3 separate regions of the Sus scrofa genome follow, and regions 2 and 3 are each linked to region 1. The links are chromatin contacts, called in public Hi-C maps. All regions are on one chromosome and are shown on one strand. The core of a region is the stretch at or near the end of the contact, and the rest is flanking DNA. Distances in the headings are between cores, read along the strand shown.

What was found. A called contact is a pair of places that touch in the nucleus more often than the background predicts.
Region 2: a contact with region 1 is called in a Hi-C map of liver, with 3 times the contacts expected there. The contact joins the promoter of RNF8 here to the promoter of CCDC167 in region 1. A contact is called at or near these places in 2 of 47 Hi-C or Micro-C datasets (heart right ventricle and liver) and 1 of 2 datasets of contacts at active chromatin or transcription factors (alveolar macrophages).
Region 3: a contact with region 1 is called in a Hi-C map of skeletal muscle, with 2.7 times the contacts expected there. The contact joins the promoter of MDGA1 here to the promoter of CCDC167 in region 1. A contact is called at or near these places in 2 of 47 Hi-C or Micro-C datasets (adipocytes and skeletal muscle).

Annotation. Positions count from the first base shown.
Region 1 is chr7:33,083,929-33,087,231 of Sscrofa11.1, reverse strand. It overlaps CCDC167 (coiled-coil domain containing 167), which reads left to right and starts at 1,502. Exons shown (of 4, transcript NM_001243364.1): 1 at 1,502-1,559. The coding sequence starts at 1,518.
Region 2 is chr7:32,929,694-32,933,067 of Sscrofa11.1, reverse strand. RNF8 (E3 ubiquitin-protein ligase RNF8) reads right to left here and starts at 1,282. Exons shown (of 8, transcript XM_005665930.3): 1 at 974-1,282. The coding sequence starts at 1,084.
Region 3 is chr7:33,267,200-33,270,464 of Sscrofa11.1, reverse strand. MDGA1 (MAM domain-containing glycosylphosphatidylinositol anchor protein 1) reads left to right here and starts at 1,252. Exons shown (of 17, transcript XM_001924567.4): 1 at 1,252-2,259. The coding sequence starts at 2,193.

The DNA of each region.
Region 1 (3,303 bases), core at 253-2,752:
ACAACTGCTCAGCAGCGTGCTTCCTGGTCAAACAGAATTTACTGCACTTTCCCTCTGTGGGCCTCAGTCAGGCAGCCAGGCAAGATTGTATCTCAGGTCCCCTCCAGCTCCATCATTCAATGACTCTATCAAGAAGAGAACACAGATCCAAAAACACTTTTTTTCCCCAAACACAGAGTTGGGGTTATTATTCACACACAGAAACACAGACTCCAACAGAGAGATAACCCGTCAGAAAATAAGCAGCTTCAATTCCAGTCTTATAGTCTTTGACCCAATAATTCCACTTGTGCGAATTTATCTTAAATAATTCAGCCAGGGCTATGTACACAAAAAATATCTGCTTTAGCATTATTTGGAGGTAATGTCTGATAAAATAATATCCAATGTAAGAATGGGATATATTCATGTGGTGGCATATGCAGCCATCACAAATGATGATTTCAAGGTGTGGGGAAATGTCTGTTTCAAATTGCAGTTCAGTATCCATTAATTATGAGATAAGCTTAATAAGTATCCTGTCACCAACCTATTTTTTAATTAAATAGACTAGATTAGAAAATATTTGAGAGTATTGCAGGTGGTAAAGTTGCTTATCAGGAAATTTTGGTGTAGCGTATATGAGTAACTGGGACATCACACAAATTTTTTTTTTTTAAATCGTCAGATCACAAAGCATTTCAAAGAGTCTACATCATTAGGATTACAACGGTATAAAATACTGTGACTGAGACCAAGCCTGGAAGGAAATACTCAGAAACAAAGCTAGACCTGTGTTAGGAGTGGCAGGATTTTTTTTTTTTTTTTTTTTTTTTGGACGCCCCTGTGGCAAGTGGAAGTTCCTGGGCCAGGATCGAACCAGCACAAAGTGACCTGGGCCGCTGCAGTGATCCTTAACCCCTGAGCCACAAGAGAACTCCAAGGATGCTGCTTTTCACTTAAAAGTTTTCTATGATGTTTGTAGACTGTTCTTCCGACACAACAAGAAAAATGAGTACAAACAAGACACAACGGAGAAACAACAACAGAAAGTCATTAACATCCTCAAAGGCGAAGGGGCTCATGGAGGCACAGCGCTTCAGGATGGGCCTTGAAGGTTGAGAAGAACTTGACAGAATTAAAGGGTGGGAGTTGGCCTCGCACTGAGCGGGGTGGTTACAAAAAGGATGAAGGACACGAAGGAGATGGGGTGAAAGAAAATGACCCTTTCTGTGCGGTAAAGTGGCTTTCTTTTAGTAAGGAAAGGGGCAGCTCCACCCCTGGGCGGGCCATTGTTCCTCCCGCGCCAATGGGCTCATTCTCTTCCCGCCGCCCCCTAGCTTGAAGCCTCAAATAGTGGTTCCCCTCACAAACATGGCCGGGCCCAACCGGCTACGCCCCTCAATAAGATGGCGACCGCCAGTAGTCCCGCGGCCAGCCATCTCGGTGACCAATGAGAGAGAAGCACGAGGGTTTGCGCATGCGTAGTGCTACTGGTGGGCGCGTCCAATAATGACTCGGAGATCCCAGCAAGTAACATGACCAAAAAGAAGCGGGAGAATCTGGGCGTAGCTCTAGAGGTGAGGGGAGAAATGGGGGGTGGGCCACACGGTTAACTGCCTTCTCTCCATGCAGGGGTAGTGGGTCCACCCGGTTGCAGGTTGGAGGAGTGGGTGAGGGGAGGAAGTGAGGGCGACGTGAATTTGCGAGAGGGCCGCGAGGGTGGTGAGAGGGCCAGATGGAGTGCCCGGAGGTGAGGAATACGAGGATCCGAAGGTTGGAGAGCCTGAGGGGCCACAGGGGTTGAGAACAGAAGGTGAGAGTACGAGACGCGGAGATCCGTGTCTCTTTCCCTCTGGAGGAAGGGGAGCCCCAAGGAGAGCGAGACGGAAATCAGGGGGCCCTGATGGGCGACTTTTAAATGAGGGGAACCCTAAAGGGGCTTGTACTTCGTGGTGAGGGTTTCCCAGAGGGGTAGAGACCTGTAAATGAGGGGACCCGGAAAGGTGGGGATGCCCATACTGTTTAATCTGTTACCGATGGCTTAACTGCCCCCTGAGATGGGAAGTTTTTCCTCTGGGGTACTGAAGCGTGTCGCTTAAAAATTATACTATGGGAACCTGTGGGAATTTGTAGAGAATTCTGGAATGGTGATGTTCCCAAAGAGCTTACAAATAATTGACTGCACATGGAAGGGGAAGAAAATTGATGTCTATTGAGCAACTGGCCTTTGTTACTCTATTTGCATTCTTGGTTAATCCTCACTACAAGCCTGTGAAATTTTTATAGATGGGGAAACTGAGGTTCCAAGTAGAGTCCAGGTTGAAGGGGTTGAAGCATGGAGAATCAAGCCCAGGTGATTTGCCTCCTGGTGCATCTTGTTTCTCTTGTGTTACAGTTCCTTTAAATCACCCTCCCAGGAGTTGCAAGAAAGATACTGGATAATTATCTTGAACTTATTACTAGTTCATCAGTTCTCAGTCTTAAAAATGCATGAAGAAACGTCTTGTTAAAAATGGACAGTTGAATTCTCCTCTATCTTGAGTAATTTAGTAGGACTTGGGTGTGTGTTTTTAACAAAGAATCTACATTTTTTTCTTTCCTTTTTTTTAAGAATCTACATTTTTAACAAGCTACACACATGCTTATGCAGGTTTTAGTACCACCCCTTGAGAAATACTGGCATACTTGGTGGGAAAAAAGCTTGATGGAAAAGTGAATCACCTTGTAAAAGAAAATTCAGATGCAAAAAAGAGATGACACTCTTAGCGGAAAGGGCATAGGCTTTATAGCCTGTATTAGGACACGATAAGCTGCTCTAACAGAGAAACCCCAAAATTCAGTCAGTGGCTTCAAGAACAAGAAAATTGTTTGTTTTCCTAACAGGCTAGAGCAGGGATTGGTAGGTGTTGTCTGTAAAGGATCAGAGAGTGACTGTCTTAGGCCTTGTCGGCCATATGGGCTCTGTTGCAACTACAGTTGATCCTCATTATTAGCAGATTCTGTATTTGTGAATTTGCTTGTTAAAATGGGTTTGTAACCTCTAGACCAATACTAGAAATACTTTCACAGTAATTAACTGAAAGTGGCAAGATTTGATTCATCCGACCGAGGCCCACATGGCCAGTTCAGGTAGAAGAAGGCTATGTCTTTTTCCACTCTTCTTTGTGCTGCAAATAAGTATCCTTTTTCTCGTCTCTAATGCCAAGTTTCCTGCCTTTTTGTGCTTTTTTGTTGGTGATTTTGTTGTTTAAAATGGCCCTCAAGTGTGGTGCTGAAGTGCTGTTTAGTTTTCCAAGGTGCAAGAAGGCTATGACATGCCTT
Region 2 (3,374 bases), core at 33-2,532, 150 kb after region 1:
AGTGGGGCGGAGATCTGGTGTTGCCCTGAGCTGTGGTGTAGGTCCCAGCGCTGCTAGGATCCTGGGTTGCTGTGGCTGTGGCTAGGCCGGCAGCTGTAGCTCCAATTTGATCCCTAGCCTGGGAACTTCCATATGCTGTGGGTTTGGCCCTAAAAAACAAAAAAGAAGGAAAATTTTGCATTTATGATTCCATTAGAGAACATTATAAGCAGCCTTTTAGAGAGAATTATTATATTTCTGAAGCCCTACCTACCCCAACCCATCTCAGAGAATGCCAATGGGCAGTACCCAGACTCAGGGTAATTGTGGCCCACACCAAAGCGCCAATTTTCCCCAGAGTTGGAAAGACAGAAGCCATTTTAACGTTATAGTCTGAGTATTTTAAGGGACCCGACCCAAACTTGAAATCTTTTTTAAAAGAAACTTGAAAAAGTTCACTCTCTCAGCAGCTGTTTCCCCCCTCCCCCGACCGTGGGCCATTCTGACTCCGAAGTTGGGGCAGCTCCGCCTCCCTGGCAGGGGGCTGCAGAGCTTCGTGCGACCCCAACAGGTCCTAGACCCCTAACCCATCAACCTAGTCGCCTCCTTCCCCCACAAAACCCCAGCAGTCCTCAGGTTCTGGGCCACCCCTACGGCCACCTCTCCTTCGGCCCCTCTTCCAGGCTTCTTTTCGCAACCCGGACATCGGTCCCAGCTCTTCCCTCCGGCTTAGGCCGCTCCGGAAGTGGCCATCTTTTCTCCCAGGCTGTCCTACTTCCCCTGACACCCCCCACCTCAGACACCCCAACAGCTCGCACCAGACTCCTTTCTACTTTCCCTCCTCCAGGACCCAGCCTTCACCTCTCTCTCCTCTTCCTCCCCCACCTCCTCTTTACCATTCATCCCTACCTCACCCTGTCGGGACGCCTGGCCTCCCTCCTGCCCCACCTCCTCCAACCCCCTTCCTCGCATCAGTAGGACCCCTCCCCCTCACCTCTTTTCCGTCCTCCAGCAGCAGCCACTCGGCGTTCATCCCCACCCGCCGCAAGCACCAGCTCCGGTCACCGGCGCGGCCTCCCGTGACCAGGGAGCCGGGCTCCCCCATAGCCCACTCGGCCCTGGGTTGCTGTCAGTACAGAGCGAGGTTGCTGTCAGCACAGAGCGAGACCCGACCCGAGTTCCCGCCGCCTCTCCGCTTTCTCGCGGACGCCATACTAACAGTACAGACAGAAGCAATCGCTAGGAGCTCGCGATCGATGCAAACGCTCGTTCGGGCTCCGCCCCCAGCCCGCTCCCCGCAGGCAAGCCGGAGTCACTGCGCCTGCGCGAGACCAGGGCTGGGGCGGGTTGGCTCAGGTGAGGGTGGTGTAGCCTCAGGTCCGGTACTGGTGTGCGCTACACTCTGAAGCTCCCATGTGACACCTTACTCTCCCTTTGTAGCGCCCCAACTTCAGTTCTAGCTGCCTCAAACTGGAGCCTCTTCTAACCTTTCTTCTCGCTTTTAAAAATTTTGCTTTATGATGCTTTCTATGTTATTTGAAATTATAAACAACTTTTAACTTGTGATCATTTTTAAATCCGTGAACCCTGTTTCTAAATAGCATCTCGTTTGCACGATCTTTTATTGCCGAATTTTTTTAACTTACACTGTACTAGACAAGTCTTGCCAAGCAGAGAGCAGTGTTAACCTGGGGCCAGGTGTGGAAGAGGGAGTGGGGGGTGTCGAATGCAAATAGAGTTGAGGGAATTTTCAGAGGTGATAAAAATGTTCTAAAACTGCTTTCTGATGTACACTGGAACATAATATTGTATGTCAATTGCATTTCAATTAAAAAAGTGAAAATGAAATTAGATTATGGTAATGATTGCACAGCTGTATATATTTACTAAAAAGTCCTTTGAAGCATACACTTCCAATGAATTTTATGGTGTGTAAGTTATCCTCAATAAAGCTGTTAATTAAAAAAATGAAAAAACAGCAAACTCAGATTCTTTCCTTTGATTCTCCAGAATAGTCTGGTAGCTGCTCCCTGTAGTAACTACCTCTGTAATCACTCAATGCCCCCTTTGGTCGTTTTGATTTTCCAACACCTGGTTCACAGTTTTCTTAAACTCTGTCAAGAGGAAAAAAATGTATTATAAATGAATCATACAAAGTGCAATAGTAAGTGGCTGATGTTTATTGAGAACTAAGGACTTGACCAAGCACCCTGCATAATTTATTTTACTTGCTTCTCACAAAAGATGTGACGATGGTGGTTACAATTATAATTCCTACTTTAGAGATGATGAGAAAAGAGGGACAGTAGTTCCCCTGTGGCACAACCAGTTAAGGATCTGGCATTGTCACTGCGGTGGCCTGGGTCACTGCTGTAGCGTGGGTTTGATGATCCCTAGCCAGGGAACTTCCGCATGCTACAGGCAGGCCAAAAAAAAGAAAAGAAATTTCAGCCTTTGATGTCACAGAGGGTCAGGAAAATTGGTGGAGACTTACCTGCATTCACGGAGATGCTTCCCTAACCTTTGGAAGGGTGACTGCTATGCTTTCATCCCACCTTAGTGTTTTGTCCCAGGATCAGCAAGTGCACGTAAGGCCATCCTGACATTTAGTTGGCATGTCTCCCTAAGCTCTTGTGGGCTGTGACAGTTTCTTGGACTTCCCTTGTTTTTGATGACCTTGACAATTTTAAGGAATACGAGCAGGTATTTTGTAGAATATTCCTTAACTGGGATCTAGCTGATATTTTTCTCATGATTAGACGGGCTTGTAGGTGTTGGGAAGACCACAGAGGTCGAGTGCTATTCTAGTGCCACATTAAGGTTACAAGCTATCAATGTGAATTATCACTACTGACATTAATCTTGATAACCCTGCTGAGGTGGTGTTTGTCAGGTTTCTCTACTATAAAGTTACTCTTTCCCCCTTTTCTGTACTGTGCCTTTTGGAAGGAAGGCACTGCCCAACCCACACATAAGGAGTTCCTTAAAAGTATGGTTTCTATATACATGACTTGGAATTCTTCTGCACGAGAAATTTGTCTCTTCTCCCCATTGATTTATGGAGTCATTTATTATATCACTATGAACTCATAAATAACTTCTGTATACTTTGTGCTATAACCCAATACCACTTTATTTTGATGCTCAAAATGTTCCTTCTTTGCCTGTTGAGAGCTCTTTCAGGTATGTCCCTTTGACATACACTCCCATCGTTATGTTTTAGTGAGCACTTCCTAACTTTCTAGCATGAGATGCTCTAGACCTAGCATGAGCCATTTCTCTAAGGAGCCTAGTTCCTTTTATTAGAAAGTGGCATTAGAAATCAAGATCTGGGCACCGGTGTGCTTATTGCTACTGGGATGTTACTGCTTCCAGACATTTTAGACATACGCATC
Region 3 (3,265 bases), core at 3-2,502, 180 kb before region 1:
GGCCGGGTGGAGGTAGCGGAGTCCGGGAGCGCGAGACCTCGCGGCTGGAGCCGGCCCCTGGCTTGGCTGCTGAAAGAGAGGGCGCCTCTGGGGCGCTTGGGCGCGCTTGAGGTCCTGAGGGGAGGCAGGATGGGGAGAGGGACGAGCTGGGGAGAATGGGGTGGTGGCCTGGGGAGCTCTGGCTACGGGGTCCTGCCGACAAACCTGTTGGCAACCTGTGGGCAGAGGCACGGGCAGGAGGAGCTCTGATCTCGCCCTCTCAGCCCCCGGCTACTCCAGCTGCTCCGGCGAGGGCCCCCACGCCTGACGCGGGGAGAGGCCTCGGCTGTCTGGAAAGGGGCGGGGCTCGGCCGGGGGCGGAGGGACTCCCGGGCGGAGCAGACAGCCCTGCAGACCCACAGCAGGCGACCAGCTCGCGCGCCTGCAGGACCCCGAGCACTGCTGGCGCCCCGGCCTTTCCCTTCGACCCTCGCTTCAGTTCCCCTCCCCCACCCCCCGCGGCAAAGTGCGAAACATTTACAAAGTGTGCAGTGCCCCGCAGGCTAGGCTAGAGTCCCCGGAGCGAACGTCCGCGTCTGCCTAGCTAGCGTACTGGGATCAGTGCACCCGGTCCGGGTGAGCAAGGGCGGGCGAAGAGCGAGTGTGTGAGCGCGCTGCAGAGCCCGCGCCAAAACCCTTGTCCCTTCGCCACTGTCCTCTGGATGGATGGATCCATTTCTGCTTTCTGACATTTTCCTGCTGGGGGTGGGGTGGGGGCGGAGAGAGAGAAGGGGGGAGGAGAGGGAGAGAATGAGAGAGAGAGAGAGAGAGGAGAGAGAGAGAGAGAGAGAGAGAGAGAGAAAGAAAGAGAAAGGCAGTCTGCTTCCCCCAGCCCTGTTTTGTTTTCTCTAATTGGTCCTGGGGGAGGCGAGGAAATTGGACAGAGGCTGGGCCGGGCGAGCTGGGCTGCCTTTAATTGGCTCCTTTTTTTAACTGGAGGGGAATCAAACAGGAGAGCGAGCGACAAAGGGTGGGAGAGCGAGAGACCGAACGAGGAGACGCGAGGAGGAGGGAGGAGAGAGGGAGGCGTGTGGGGCGGGGTGGGGGGAGAGCGCGGAATGAAAAGCTCGGAGGAGGGGGAAAGCAGCACAGCGGAGCCCAAGTTGCCGAGCGAGCGGAGTGCTCCCGCGGCCCGGAGCCTAGCGGCCGCCGCGCCCGGGAGCCCGGCCCGGCCCCGCCTGCTCTGGGCCCCCGCTGGCGGAGGCCGCCGGGCGGGGGCGGGGACGATCAACTTGGGGCGCGGCGCAGCCCGGTTTTCCCGAGAGCGCGAGCCCGGGAGAGCCTCGGGCCGCGTCCAGACGGCGGGAGCGGAGCGCGACGAGCGGAGGAGGCGAGCGGCTCCCGCGCCGCAGCCCCGGCCTCGGCGAGAGCGCGAATATTTTTCAAACGACTCAAACTTTCCTTCTTTCCCCGCGTTCTGGGGTCTCTCTTGAATGGAATTGCTCTCCTGAGTCCCGCGGGGCGCCAGGGCGCGATCGCTCCCCGAGGTTCCTCGGTGGCTGGGCTAACTTCGCGGACTCGGGACCCGTGGCTCTAGCCCCTCGGCGGAGCCCAGCCCTTCTCCCGTGCTCAGGAGGGCCAAAGCCGGGGCTTTTTGCCTCCGAGAGGACGCCCAACCCAGCCCCCTTGGGTCAGGCCGTTGAGCCCCCAGCACCAGCCGCAGGACTGGAGACAGCGGATTAACCCGAGAGGAGCCCGGGCCTCCCCGCCCCCGTTCCGCTGAGGGTCGTCCCCTGGGCGGGGAAACGACAAGTTTGTCAGTCGTCGGTGGCCTGTTGGATCCAAGAGCCTCCGCCTCTGCAGAGGGGTCCCTGGCGCCCAGAACACCGAGCAGACACTCCTGGAACCCGGGGAGGCTCGGCAGCCGGGCTCCGTGGGCTGGGGCGCTGGCTGCTGCGCCGGGCGCGCGGAGGCACCCGGGGCCGGCCAGCGCCCCCTGCGTCCCCACGCGGGCAGCGGCCCCGCCAGAGGAGAAACCCGGCTCGCCGCCACCGCCGCCTCCTTAGTCTCCCGGTCTCCATCGCTGGGGCCGCCTACTCCGTCGCCTCTCCGGGAACGGGAGACGCAAGGGGCATCGCGGGGCCCCGGCGGATGCGCCCCCCGGCGCCTCTCGGGCTGCGCCGCCTCGCGGGGATGAAGCACCGGCCGTGAAGATGGAGGTGACCTGCCTTCTACTTCTGGCGCTAATCCCCTTTCACTGCCGGGCACAAGGAGTCTACGGTAAGAGCCCGCGTGCCGCTCCAGGCCGGCTTAGCACCGCGCGGAAACTTTGCAAGAGGCGCAAAGCGCGCGCCGCCGGGGTTTGGTGGGTACCCCGGCTCAGACTCTGGAGTGGATGCCGGGGTCTCCGCCCTTTTCCAGAGCTCGAGGAGATGGAGCTAGCTGCTCCAGAGCACCGAGACGGGTCGTATGGTCTGGCGTGAAGCCGGGGATGCCAGGGGAGGTGGTACCCACTTTCCAAACGCTGCCAATGGCAGGAATGACTCGGAACCCTTGAGTGCACCCAGCTGGCTCGGGAGACCCTGACGGATCGCACACCGGCGGCTGGGGAAGGGACTTGCACTAAAACCTCATCCTCCCCTGGCTCGGCCTCTGGTGTGGAAGCCGAGCGAGGCACGATCCAGAGTTGCGCGCGGCTTGCAGGCGAGCTGGCTGCCAGCACCGCGGCCGAGCGGCGGGCTCGCCTTCCCCGCTTCCTCTGGGCTTCGCTTCTTTCACTCGGTTCCAGACAGCCCGAGCGGATGCAGGCATTCCCTAGATTGGGCTCCTAAGACCCCAGAATCCCTTTTCGGACCACTCCTGAGCCAGTTAGTTAGGTCTTTCTGTTGCCGGTTAGTGGCCACAAAACCCCAGCCCCACCTTCATTCTTGCTGCGCGCACGCAGGCATTCAGCCACGGTCCCCAGGAAAAGCAAACACTGCACGCACCCATCCAGCTACGTGTCCGAACTCTGCCTCCTACCACGCAGCTTTGCTCCCGCGTCCCCACACCTCGCTCTCAGGCGCCAAGAGGACTCCGGTTACCCCTTCTCCCTTCTCTCTCGTGGCTTTTGCCGAGGAAAGATCCTGCAAGTCGGCATCATCCCCTCAGGATCATGTGGCCTCAACCCTCTCAGGGACCCTCCCTCTGAATTCTGGCAGCCAGCAATGCCCTGACCCACAGCGCAAAGTCTTGGGGCTTAGTGGCCCTTACTTTACTTTCTCCTCACTGCAGCATGGTCTGTGTA